2 separate regions of the Rattus norvegicus genome follow, and region 1 is linked to region 2. A link is a contact called in public Hi-C data. All regions are on one chromosome and are shown on one strand. The core of a region is the stretch at or near the end of the contact, and the rest is flanking DNA. Distances in the headings are between cores, read along the strand shown. Region 1 has its middle 41 kb from the start of Irf2bp2. Region 2 has its middle 21 kb from the start of Tarbp1.

The links. A called contact is a pair of places that touch in the nucleus more often than the background predicts.
Region 1: a Hi-C map of mammary epithelial cells shows a contact between it and region 2, with 2.9 times the contacts expected there. The contact joins two enhancer-like sites. A contact is called at or near these places in 3 of 12 Hi-C or Micro-C datasets (kidney, mammary epithelial cells and psoas muscle).

What each region holds. Positions count from the first base shown.
Region 1 is chr19:71,418,629-71,424,822 of GRCr8, reverse strand. No RefSeq gene overlaps it. Among named protein-coding and RNA genes, the nearest start is that of Irf2bp2, 41 kb to the left of the region's middle. Within about 2 kb of position 4,237, at least 33 of the 93 cell types and tissues checked have an H3K27ac peak or open chromatin away from gene starts, as enhancers often do.
Region 2 is chr19:71,364,791-71,370,715 of GRCr8, reverse strand. No RefSeq gene overlaps it. Among named protein-coding and RNA genes, the nearest start is that of Tarbp1, 21 kb to the right of the region's middle. Within about 2 kb of position 2,500, at least 79 of the 93 cell types and tissues checked have an H3K27ac peak or open chromatin away from gene starts, as enhancers often do.

The DNA of each region.
Region 1 (6,194 bases), core at 2,988-5,487, 52 kb before region 2:
GTGCCAGCAATCTTTGGTCACTCAGGTAGTCCTTAATTAGGTCCTCCTGCAGGAGCTGCTGGTCTTCTCAGGCAGTTCTCAATCAGGTCCTCCTGCTGGAGATGCTTTTGCGGCCCCACCTTTCCTGCTCTACCTGTGGTCAGGTAGCTGGGCCTTTTGCCCGCCCCTTGCCAGCAGATGATCATAGGAAAATGACTTATCTCCCTCAGTTTCCTCGTTTGCTAAGGAGGCACAAAATTAGAGCTTACCTCAGAGAAGCATTGTGAAACTAACCAAAGATACATATCTCAAGCAGGGCTCCATGCGGGCGGCTGTTAGCATGGAGAGCAGCCTCAGTTAGGAATGGGGTACCCCAAGATCTAATCCTTAAGGTCTAAGGGTGTGGACATCAGAGCAACCATAGAAGCAAGAGGGGTATAGGTGGAAGTCTTACCAAATGTCCCAGACAGAGACTGCCACCCCCCTGACCTTGCTTGATAGTTGGATTGGGCATACGTAGGTTGTTAATACACCCCAAAGCTGGAGCTAGAGAGGTGTCCCAGAGTTAAAGAGGACTTGCCACTCTTGCAGAGGACCAGGGTCTGGCTCTTGCTCTTATGTCAGGCAGCTCACGTCTGCCTGTATCTCCAACTTTGAACCTCTGAGGACGCCCACACAGATATGCACAGAGACACGTAATTAAAAATAATGAAAAACAAATCTTCGAAAAGCCAAGAGCGAAGCCAGCAACATGGCTCAGTAGATACCCTATGCCAGACCTTCAGGCCTTAGGACATCCACGGTGGAAGAAGAAAGACGGCTACCATAAGCTGTCCTCTGTCTCCCAAGAGCGGCTCATTGTGGTGGAGCTCACCTGAAGCTGCCGCTCTGTGGAGGCTGAGGCAGGAGGGTTGTGAGTTCTAGGTTAAGTCTGGGCTGAAAGTGAGTTCCTGTCTGAAAAAAACAAACACAAACAAAAAAGCCGGTGAGAACAGTTACGAGACAACAGGAGCAGAAAAAAAATCAGCATTTGATAGGGGTGAAGGAAAACACATCTATGGCAAGAGAGTCCCCGATTCCCATATCTTCTTTCCAGTTTTAATATTTTAGTTAAAACATAATTGTATCATTTCCCTCCTTTCTTTCCTCCCTCCAAACCTACTATGTCCTCTCTCTCCATGCCTCGCCCCCCCCGCCGCCTTACTCCTTCTCCAGTACAAGACCCCCTTTTCTCTAATCATTATTTTTGCACATATATGCATAAATACATAATGCAACCTGCTGAGTCCATTTGCTACTGCTTGTATGCACATGATTTCAGGGCTGACCACTGGGCCTTGTATAACAGATTAAAGGACTCATCCCTGGGGAAGACTAATTCTCTCCATAAGATCATTAGCTGCTTGTAGTTCTTTGTTTAGGGACAGGGCCCAGTGAGATTTCCCCTTCCACATTAGCATGTCTATTGATGTTGTTACTGCCCAGGTCTCCGCAGCCAGATTGTTACAATATTGATGTTGTTACTGCCCAGGTCTCCCTAGCCAGATTGTTACAATATTGCGAATGGAGCTTGCCTGTCTTTTCTGGGAGACTGGATCTCACAGCCGACTTCCCAGGTCCCCTGCATCTTAGAATCTTTCTGTCGCCTCTGAGATACTCTCTGAGCCTTGGGTGCAGGAAATGTATGCATCAGGGCTGCACAGCCCTGAGCAGTTGCTCTGTGTTTTAACCAGTGTCATCCTATGGGATGACCTCTTCTGCAGAAGGTTTTCCCTGTGCAAAAAGGAGTCATATTGCGTTTATCCTTAGATGGTTTATGGCTCTTGGGGAAAGAACTGTTAACCCAGGTGGTATAACTTCATTTCAGGTGTGTGTGTGTGTGTGTGTGTGTGTGTGTGTGTGTGTGTGTGTGTGTGTGTGTGTGTGTGTGTTTTCCTCTGTGGAAGTACTGTGATGGCCACATAGTCAAAGTGGAAAACAAAGAATTGAATTGGGACCTTTGTACTGGGACTAGGATTCCCAAGGGTCAAATATCACCCCCCTCTCCCCACAACACCACTTTCGATAGTTTCTTTCTAGTTTTTGTCTCTACTCACCCTCAGATCACACACTGCTCCACTGCAGAGAGGCCCTGTGTGCTTGGTGGGGACACAGTCCCTGTGGACCCTGTTAAGCAACTCCAGGGAGAATATGCCTTTCACTCAGGAGGATTTCTGATGAACTATCCTCTTCAACCACTATAGAAGGTCAGATGAGTGTGGACTAGGGCCCTTTAATTCACAGCCCTAGTAGAAAGCAAAGGGCAAAGGGCAAAGGGCAGTTTCCCTGCCCCCTGCAAAGGATGCCAGAGAACCACAAAACATGACTGGAGAAGTGGCTCAGTCAGTAAAGCGTTTGCCTCTTGAGCTTAAAAACCCGGATTCAGTTCTCAGAATCATGCGAAAAACTTGGTTGTGGCAAGTTTTGTGCACTTGCAATTCCAGCACTGGAAAGCAGAGACAGACTGATCTCTGGGAGTTCCTGGTCACTTTGAGAGAGACCCAGGTCCCAGTGAAAGACCCTGTCTCAAAAGGCAATGGCAGCTCGGTATGGTGGCACACACCTTTAATCCTAATGCTAGGGGAGCGGAGGAAAGCAGATCTCTGTGAATTCATGACAAGCCTGGTCTACCTAGTGAGTTCCAGACCAGAATGCAATGTGAAAAAAATCACAAAAACAAAAGAACAACAACAAAAAAAAATGTAGTAAACAGTACTGCTCTTTCACAGGCATTCACTTTCACCCTCACACATGAATACACACACACACACACACACACACACACACACACACACACACACACCACAGGTCCATGATAGGCACTGGTAAATAAGAAAAGTCCTGGTGGATTCTGGGAACCATCTTCCCACATGAGCTCCATCTTTGTGCTTATGAGTTGTGCCACCATGGTCAGATTATACAATTTCCAGAACCCTCACTTATAAGACTCCTGTAGCATACGTGAATAAGTTAGTGTGAAGGCCGTCTTGGGATAAAATGATAAACACAGCACTAAAATGACAGGAGCTTGCTGTGCCTGCTGTTGCTTCCATTGGTGCATAGATCATTGAGCAGGTCAATAACACTCACTGCCTGTCCCCAAATTCTTCCAAACTCCACACAGCTTAAGGCAGCTAAGCACGGGGAGGTAAAAGGTGAGGCAGAACTCTGATGCTGGTGACTGGTCATGACATGGTCGCTGATCAAGGGCCCCTCTGTTCTGTTATTACAAAAGTGCCGACCACTGGTCCTATTTTACCCAATTGTAGAGGCTGATACTTGCTACTGAGGTCGACCAGTTAGCCTGGGAGGAAGGCAGTGTTGAGAGGCCTTTGCCAATGTGTCAATAGAGTAAGCAGGGTGATAGAGTGACCTGGTTGTCTCCACTTGACATTTCACGTGCCCAGGGGGTAGGTCACCAGCCTGGTGATTGACAGCTCATCCTTTTTCAAGGAATAACTTACAGACACTTTCAAGAACAACTGCTGAAGGAGAAATCAGAAGCCTATAGACCGGGGGTTCCGCCAAGATCTCTGCTGATGTTTTTATGGTTTGCTATCCTATTTGCTTAGCGATTTATTGGCCTATGTGTTTGTAGTGTGTGCATGCGAAGGTCAGAGGACAACTTCTGGTTGTCGGTTCTCTCTTTCAACTGTGGGTTCCAGAGGCTGAACTCCGGTTTATACAGCAAGGGCTTTTCCCAGCTGAGCCATCCCACTAGCCCCATGAAATTTTTTACATTTATTGTTATCTCTTTTATTTCACTGAGACAAGATCTCATGTAGTTCAAGCTGGCCTCACACTGAGAAATAACTTGAATTTCTGATCCTCCTGCCTCCACTTTTCCAGTGCTGGAGTCACAAGTATAATCAATAAACTCAAGATTGATTCTTGTTATGGTTAGGTCTGGGGTTAGGTCTCTGTAAGACTCTTCCATTTTCCTTTCTCACATGGAGGGAATTCCAAGTCTCCAGGGAGTGTCAGGTCACCCGGACACACAGTTCTCCCGTGGCTCCAGCCCCAGTCTGGCAGACAGCTCTACATTTCTTTTGGAGTATGTGTCATTCAGTACCTGCACCAGAGCCATGACTCAGCCTGTGAGTGGCTGCTTTTCCCCCAATGTGACATGTCACCCAAATTTCATTGCCTCAGCATGCATCCTGCCCCGTGGCTGATCAACGAGGCAGCCAGAGAAGGAAACCAGAGTGAATTCCCTGCTTCTGAGTCAGAATGGGAGGTCTGCCAGCCCAGCCGGAACATGCCACACTCGCCCCTACACCTTGCACAATCCTCAGAGGCTTGAAGCTGTTTTATTCTTTCTCAGACTCATCCCTTCCCTCACCCCAGCCCTCAAGGAAAGAGGGAAGAACTACATGTCTATTTTTACCTACTAGACCTTGAATCAGGCTGTGGCAGGGCCTCAACGTGGTTAAAGTGGAACGTTTGTGCCCATGGAGTTTAACTTGCTGCTGTTGAGAGTCGGCTGCACATTAAGACTCTGACCACATAGCAGCTGGGTGGTCCCACTCCACCCGTTGTCATGGAGACAGTGAAGGCCCAGGGACAGGATTTTGAGCCCTACGTTCCTGATCTGGAGTTGGGGGGACAAGGCAGACAGCTCTTTTTAGGGGCTGGGAAGATGGCTAAATTGGTAAAGTGCTAGCATAAGGACTGAGTTGATATCTTTAGGACCCCATGAGGCAGCACATCCTGTAAGCGCAGCTCTGGAAAGATGGAAACAAGAGAGTCTTTGGGGATAACTGACCAGCCTGTTCAGCTGAATTGTGAGCTCCAGATTCAGTGAGATACCCTGTCTCCAAAAAATATAATGATCATGATGATGGTGGTGATGATGATGGTGATGATGATGATGATAGAAGAAGGGCTGCTGAAGAAAATACACAACATCAATCTCTGGTTTCAACACAAGTGTGAACACACACACACACACACACACACACACACACACACACGGAACAGAGCCAGGGTTATTGGCCTAGGAATTTATTCATACAAAAGAAGTCTCAGAGCCATTTTTATGGGGAATAAAGTGGTCGGGAGGAAAAGGTCTGAGTTACATGTGGCAACCCAGTGTGGGGCGCCATTGTTACTCTGGGCTTTGCCTCCTGGTTGCTTTGTTCCCAGAAATAACGACCCTGTGACTAATTATTTATTAATAAATGTTTAGCCATAGCCTTGGCTCTGTTCCATGACCAGCTCACATCTCAATAATCCAGTTTATGTAAGTTCTTCTTCTACTGGCTAGTTACATCTCTGCAGGCTCACTGTCTTCTCTGTCCAAGAGAACAAATCTCTCACCTCTGACTCTTTCCCATAATTCTCTACCCTCCTCTCTCCTGGAGCTCCCACCTCCCATTTCTCATCACAGTTCATTGGCCAAGAGCTTTTTTACTGACAGGTGGTGAATGCTTTTTTTTTTTTTCTTTTTTTCGGAGCTGGGGACCGAACCCAGGGCCTTGCACTTCCTAGGTAAGCGCTCTACCACTGAGCTAAATCCCCAGCCCCATGGTGACAGGTGGTGAATGCTTTTACACAGTGTACAAGGGAGTCTCTCTACAGAGGGAACTTAGTAGTAATCATCAGAAAATTATCAATGCATTTATATATTCTTTAGTTCAATTTAGGATTTTAAAAGTATAATCTGTTACCTTTCATTCATCTGCTAACTACAAGCTGAGGCTGGTAGTACAGATCTATGACCCCAGAGACTCAGGAAGCTGGAGACAGAAGGCTCAAGAGTTTAAGACCAGCCTGGGAACTGTGAGACACTGCCTCACAAAAAAAAGTTTTAAATACATATTTAAATGGTGCTGGGACTTTCTCAATGGGGCCAGCAGCTGGTGGTGTGTGGTGTACCTCTGTCATCTATTACTCTGAACCCTAAAGGGAGCTTTCAAGCATGCGGTTCCCTGAGGCAGCCTAGGAGGGGAGCTAAGCTGCCTCCGCCAAGGTGAAGCCCCAGCAGATTGCAAGCTAGGTCACAAGGCCGAGGAACAGCTCCTTGGTTGTCACCCTGTTGTTCTCTCTTTGAGTGGTAACATCATGCTCATGGAACTGGTTTTCATTCATGTCAGGACAGAGTGTGGGGCAGCAACCTAGCAGTGGTCAGTTTGCCCCAGGCTGTGCACCAAGGTCAAGACTACAGAGCACGGAGT
Region 2 (5,925 bases), core at 1,251-3,750:
AAGAAAATAGACAATCTTCCACATTTATGTTGCCTCCCTCCCAACTATTTTTAATGCTTTATTTTTGTTTACGTATAGATGTCTATAGTTATATATACCCCTCGTGGGTACCCAGAAGAGGGTATTAAATCCCCTGGAGCTGGAGTTATAGGCAGTTGTGAGCCACCCAATATGAATGCTGGGAACTGCACATGGGTCCTCTGAAAGAGCAACAAGTGCTTGTAACTGCTGTGTTGTTTCTCCGGTCCCAGGCTCTCTGGATTCGGAGGTATCAGTCTTCCAGCTTCTGCCTTTGATTTCATATATGACCACATTTATTTAGCTTCCAATATAAGAAATCCCGGAGGGCTTAGGGGAAAAATCTAGGCAGGCAAGAACATCTGATGACCAAGCACGAAGATTGGAGTTCAAATCTCTAGCACTTGTGTAAGAAGCTGGGTGTGATCACATTCACCTATAACCCCAGTGGTGTGTGGGACAGAGACAGGAGGATCTCCTGGGCTTGCCTTTCGCCAACCTAGCTCCAGGTTCACTGAGAGGCCATCCTGTGGGGGGACAAGGCAGAGAGTGAGAGAGCAGGACACTTGCCATCCTCCTCTGACCTTTGCATGTGCACAGGTGTGCAAAGTGACTCACAGGCATGCGCGAGTGTGTACACACACACACACACACACACACACACACAAAGCAAAAAAAACTAGAAATGTTGACTTACACTTGTAATCCCAGTATATGGGACCTTAACTTTAATGGTTTCAATATTCTTGCCCCAGGGAGTGGCACTATCAGGAGGTGTGGCCTTGTTGGAGTGGGTGTGGCCTTGTAGGAGGAAGCGTGTCACCGTAGGGGTGGGCTTGGAGACCCTCCACCTAGTTGCCTGAGAGCTAGTCTTCTCCTGTCCGCTTTTGGATGAAGATGTAGAACTCTCAGCTCCTTCTGCACTGTGCTTACCTGGACTCTGCCATGCTTCCTGCCTTGATGATAGTGGACTGAACCTCTGAACCTGTAAACCAGCCCCAATTAAATGTTGTCCTTATAAGAGTTGCCTTGGTCATGGTGTCTGTTCACAGCAGTAAAACCCTAACTAAGACAAGGGACTCAGGTAGATAGATCCCTGGGCCTCACTGGCCAGTCAGTCTAGTCTACTTGGTGAGTTCAAACCAGAGTCTCTCCAAAAAAAAAAAAAAAAAAAAGACAGTATTTAAGAAAGGACACCTAGGGGTTGGGGATTTGGCTCAGTGATAGAGCGCTTGCCTAGCAAGTGCAAGGCCCTGGGTTCGGTCCCCAGCTCAAAAAACAAAAACAAAAACAAAAACAAAAAAAAAAAACAAAAAAAAAACCAAAAAAAAAAAAACCAAACACCTAAGATTGTCTTCTGGCCTTTCACACATATGTATACACACTCAAGCAAACACAGATGCACCCATACGTACATATGCACATGTACACTCACACAACGGAGCTCAAAGCCAACAAGCCAAGCAGTTGCCCCGAGTATGGAGTAAGAAAGTACTTATATAACATATGGGAGAGAGTGCCTGGTGCCGGGCAGGTGCCAAGGTAAATATCCGATCCAGCTGCTCTCCATCCACTCGAGTTTCTGATGGGTCAAAAGCACAGCCCATAATAAACACAATGTTGCCTCTGTCTGCTCTGCCTTTCACTCCTGGGGTTCTGCTGCAGACAGAAGGAACCAACAGCAACCATCAGAGAACCCTATTGAAAGTGTCACTCATCCATTGAAATGTCCTCTCCATTCAAGAATGCAATGATTAATTATTCATTGCTTTTGGAGCTGTAAGCGAGGACAGGGCTCTCTGCCTGAAAGCCAGAGCTTGACAAGAGTAGATTTCCAACTGCCAGATTTTGGTCACGGCCTGGCTCCTATGGGATGGACCCCAAGTCTCAGATGTGCAGGGCTGGGAGGCAAGCTTCAGAGGGAGCGACCGTTCCGTGCCCATTCCATGCCTGCGATGGGTCTCTGGGAGTTATTTCCCTGCATGGGTGGCCCGAGTCCTTTGGCCTCCAGCCCCATGGCTCATTCCACCACTCTGGGCAAGCAGAAACCACCCACCCCAGTGCAAGTCTTTCTTCCACGGCTCAATGGCACGAGCACCTCATTAATTCTCCAGGCCCGAGGTTGGGGATTACGTCAGAGTCTTACACCCGCACTGTAAGTGGTCTAAATGCCAGGGTAACCGGATTTGTAGGACTGCCTTCGCACCACGGGTGCAGACCTATTAATACATAGTTCTGGAATATGCTTCTCTTCCATCGGTTGTGCTTCTCCAGGACAGCAGGTTTCAAAATGGAAGCTCAGTGTCCAGCCAGGACGCAGGCACGGGAGCGGGTGGAGGATTCTTCTGGCTAAGGACCTCTTCAGGGTAGGTGAGATCTTGCTGATGTGTCCCCAGGAGGAAAAGGGGACAGAGCTAAGCCATACGGTGTGGAGTTTCACACATCTCTCTAAAGATGAGCTTCCTGTGGTGTAGACGCTGGACTGCTGCGGGAGGAGGGGGAGTATTGGGCAAGGGAGGCACAGTGACACATTTCCTGAGGCCCTGGGCTGTGAGCCTGCACAGCGGAGGCAGAGTGCCATCTGGTGGCCATAGGTTAACATTGCAGGTACCATCCGGGCCTTTTTCTTAATAATGGAGCACTGAGAGGGGACTCTTTTGGGCTTTTGGAAGATGAGGAGGCCAGATATGCCCACTCCCACTCTTCATTCTACCTCTGTATACTCACAGTCTCCCATCCTCCTTGAACCATACAATGACTTCAATGACTTCAAGTACTCAAAGCAAAGGAGTCCCTGTCTCGCCCCTGCCTGAAACACAATACGTTCTTCTCCAGTCTGCTGAACCCCACACTTTCCAAGCTCCATCTGTGGACGTGTTTGCACCCTCAGAACACCAGCCTCACGGGTGTTCATGCTGATAGACCAGATCACAGGGCATCTCAAGAGCCTCTGACACCCTGAGGGGCTGTGGGTGTCTAGGCACTGAAGTGTGTTTGACGTCTGTCTTAGTTAGGGTCTTATTGCTGTGAACAGACACTATGATCAATGTAAGTTCATAAAGGACAACATTTAATTGGGGCCGGCTTACAGGTTCAGAGGTTCAGTCCATTACCATCAAGGTGGGAACATGGCAGCATCCAGGCAGGCATGGTGCAGGAGAAGCTGAGAGTTCTACATCTTCATCTGGAGGCTGCTAGCAGAATACTGGCTTATAGGCAGCTAGGATGAGGGTCTTAAAGCCCACACCCACAGTGACACACCCACTCCAACAAGGCCACACCCACTCCAACAAGATCACACCCACTCCAGCAAGGCCACACCCACTCCAGCAAGGCCACACCCACTCTAGCAAGGCCACACCTCCTAATAGTGCCACTCCCTGGGCTGAGCATATGCAGACCATCACAGCGTTGAACCCCACCATCCCACTCCAACCCCCCCCACTCCCACCCCTCACCCCACCCCCACATTAAAGACACTGCACTTGATAAAATGTTAGGGAACACCGGTCTATCCGACTCGTCCAACATGTGACCATGTTGCTGTCTTTTCAGAACAGGAAGACGGCTCTGGCTGTGACAGTAACGTCCCACACCATGATTGGCTTAATTAATATTTTCTTAGTTCTGGGGCTAGAAGTCTGAGGTCAAGGTCTTCTTAGAGTTGGTGTCCTTAAGGCCTCCCAAGGGCACTACACAGCTGTTATCTCCCTGTGTCCTCAATGGTCTTTCCTCTGCGGCTGACTGTACCCTACTCTACTTCTTACAAGGACATCAGTCATGTCGGAATAGGACAGATCCTCCTGACTTCTTTTTACCTTAGTCACCTCTTTGAAGGCCTTGTCCCCAAATGCATCCACCTTCTGAGGAAACGCTCCCCTTCTGGGGCGTAAGACTTGAGCATTTTGTTGCCCCTGCTCCCGGTTGCCCAGTAGACTTGATGGTAGGATCCAATTGCTGAAGATACCGTACACGTAGGCCACAGGAAATGGAGAACGACTGACAGTTGTATCTGTTTTCATTAAGTGTACAGCCCCTGGTGGATTAATCATACTCCAGTGGCCAGCCCCACACTCGAGAGTAAATGGGCAGCACAAGTTTGTCTGTTAAAAAAGAAAAAGAGGCAAGGAGATAAAATCAAGGGCATGAAGTTGGGAGAGGGCGGGGATGTGGGTAGATCTGGGAGGGCAGAACCACGGGGTGAATATAATCAAAATGTATCGTAAGTATGTATGGGATTCTCAAGAGGTTAATTAAGATATGTTTGAAAATGCGTCATATGATTTTAGGGGACCACAGCAATGTTTTTATTTTTTTTTTTCCCGAGTGGCTCAGGCTGGCTGCCAACCCAGGATGCAGCCTGCATCACCATGCAACCTCAGATGACCTCGAGTTCTGACCCTCCTGCCTCTAACCTCCCAAGCGCTAGGATTATAGGCCTGTGCCACGTCTGGTTTATATACTTCTGGGGGTTAAACCTTTGGCTTCACACATGCTAAACCATCAGTCTACCAACCGGACCCCATCTCTAACCCCTCAGTGAAATTTCATGCTTTGATGGAATAGTACACACAGCATAGGAAGGTGCAAACCAATGGGCAGGGTTGCCACCACTTGTGTTTATAAATAAAACTTTATCAGCACACGTCCTCATCTATTCCTTCATACGTTGTCTATGGTGACTTTTTATGTTTAATGGCACAGCTGGGACGCTGTAGTAACAATAGTCACCTGGTTTGGAGAGCCTGGCGTATTTAAGTATTACTTAGTTTTTGGACAAACAGTCGACTCCTTCTCTACAACACGCACTTCCGGGTCAGTTAATTTTGATCCCCTAGGGGCTCCATAGTTTGCTGGCTCTGTGCCAATAGATAGCATTGCACGGGAACCTTTGACCAGGAGCCTGTCTGAGGCTGGGGTACAGTTCAGTGGTAGCACAGTTACACATAGTCCCGGGCTTCATCCCAGGGACTACTCGCAGGCCCGACCCTACATGACTCCTCTGGGAGCAGGTGAGAAACTGCAGCAAGCTCTTCTGAATACTGCTGCAAGCTCCTTTAATATACCCTCCACTCATATCCCATTGGTCCCAAGGGAGCGTCTCCTGTAAATAGCAGCTCCTGATTGGCTAGCAGTGTCTGTGCCAGTGGTCTTTCAGGCAGTCCTCAATCAGGTCCTCCTGCTGGACATGCCTTTGTGGCTGCATTTGTAGCAGTGATAACATAGAGGTGGCCCAGCTATTCCTGCTACAGTGAAGGGAGGTGAAAGGAAGAGGATGGGAGAGGGAAGAAGGGAAGGAGATGCAGAGGGAGGGAGAGGGGAAGGGGAAGAAAGAAAGGAGCCATGTTTCCCACTGATGAAGCTCTCTTGACTTCTGTTCCACACGGACGCCCCTACCTCATTGTTCTTTCATCAGTGATTAAAGTCCATTTTGTATGCTTAGCAACCATCGTCATTCTACCCTTTAACGTATCAATGTCCATTTTCCTGGACAAGATCGTGGCACTGGGATTAGGAAAACGATGTTTTCGTTCTCTGAAAACATATCCCGAAGCACTTAAGTGCGTGTTGCCTGTCACCGACTTCCGAATGGCTCAAGCTCTGGGAATCTGTGCGTCTGTCTGCTTGTCTGCGCATGGACCACGGGAGAGAGAGAGAGAGGAGAGAGGAGAGGGGAGAGGGGAGAGGGGAGAGGGGAGACGGGAGACGGGAGACGGGAGAGGGGAGAGAGAGGGGAGAGGGGAGAGAGGGGAGAGGGGAGAGGGGGGAGAGGGGGGAGGGGGGGAGGAGAGGAGAGGAGAGAGGAGAGAGGAGAGAGGAGAGAGGAGAGGGGAGAGAGGAGAGAGGGAGGAGAGAGGAGAGAGGAGAGAGGAGAGAGGAGAGAGGAGAGAGGAGAGAGGAGAGAGG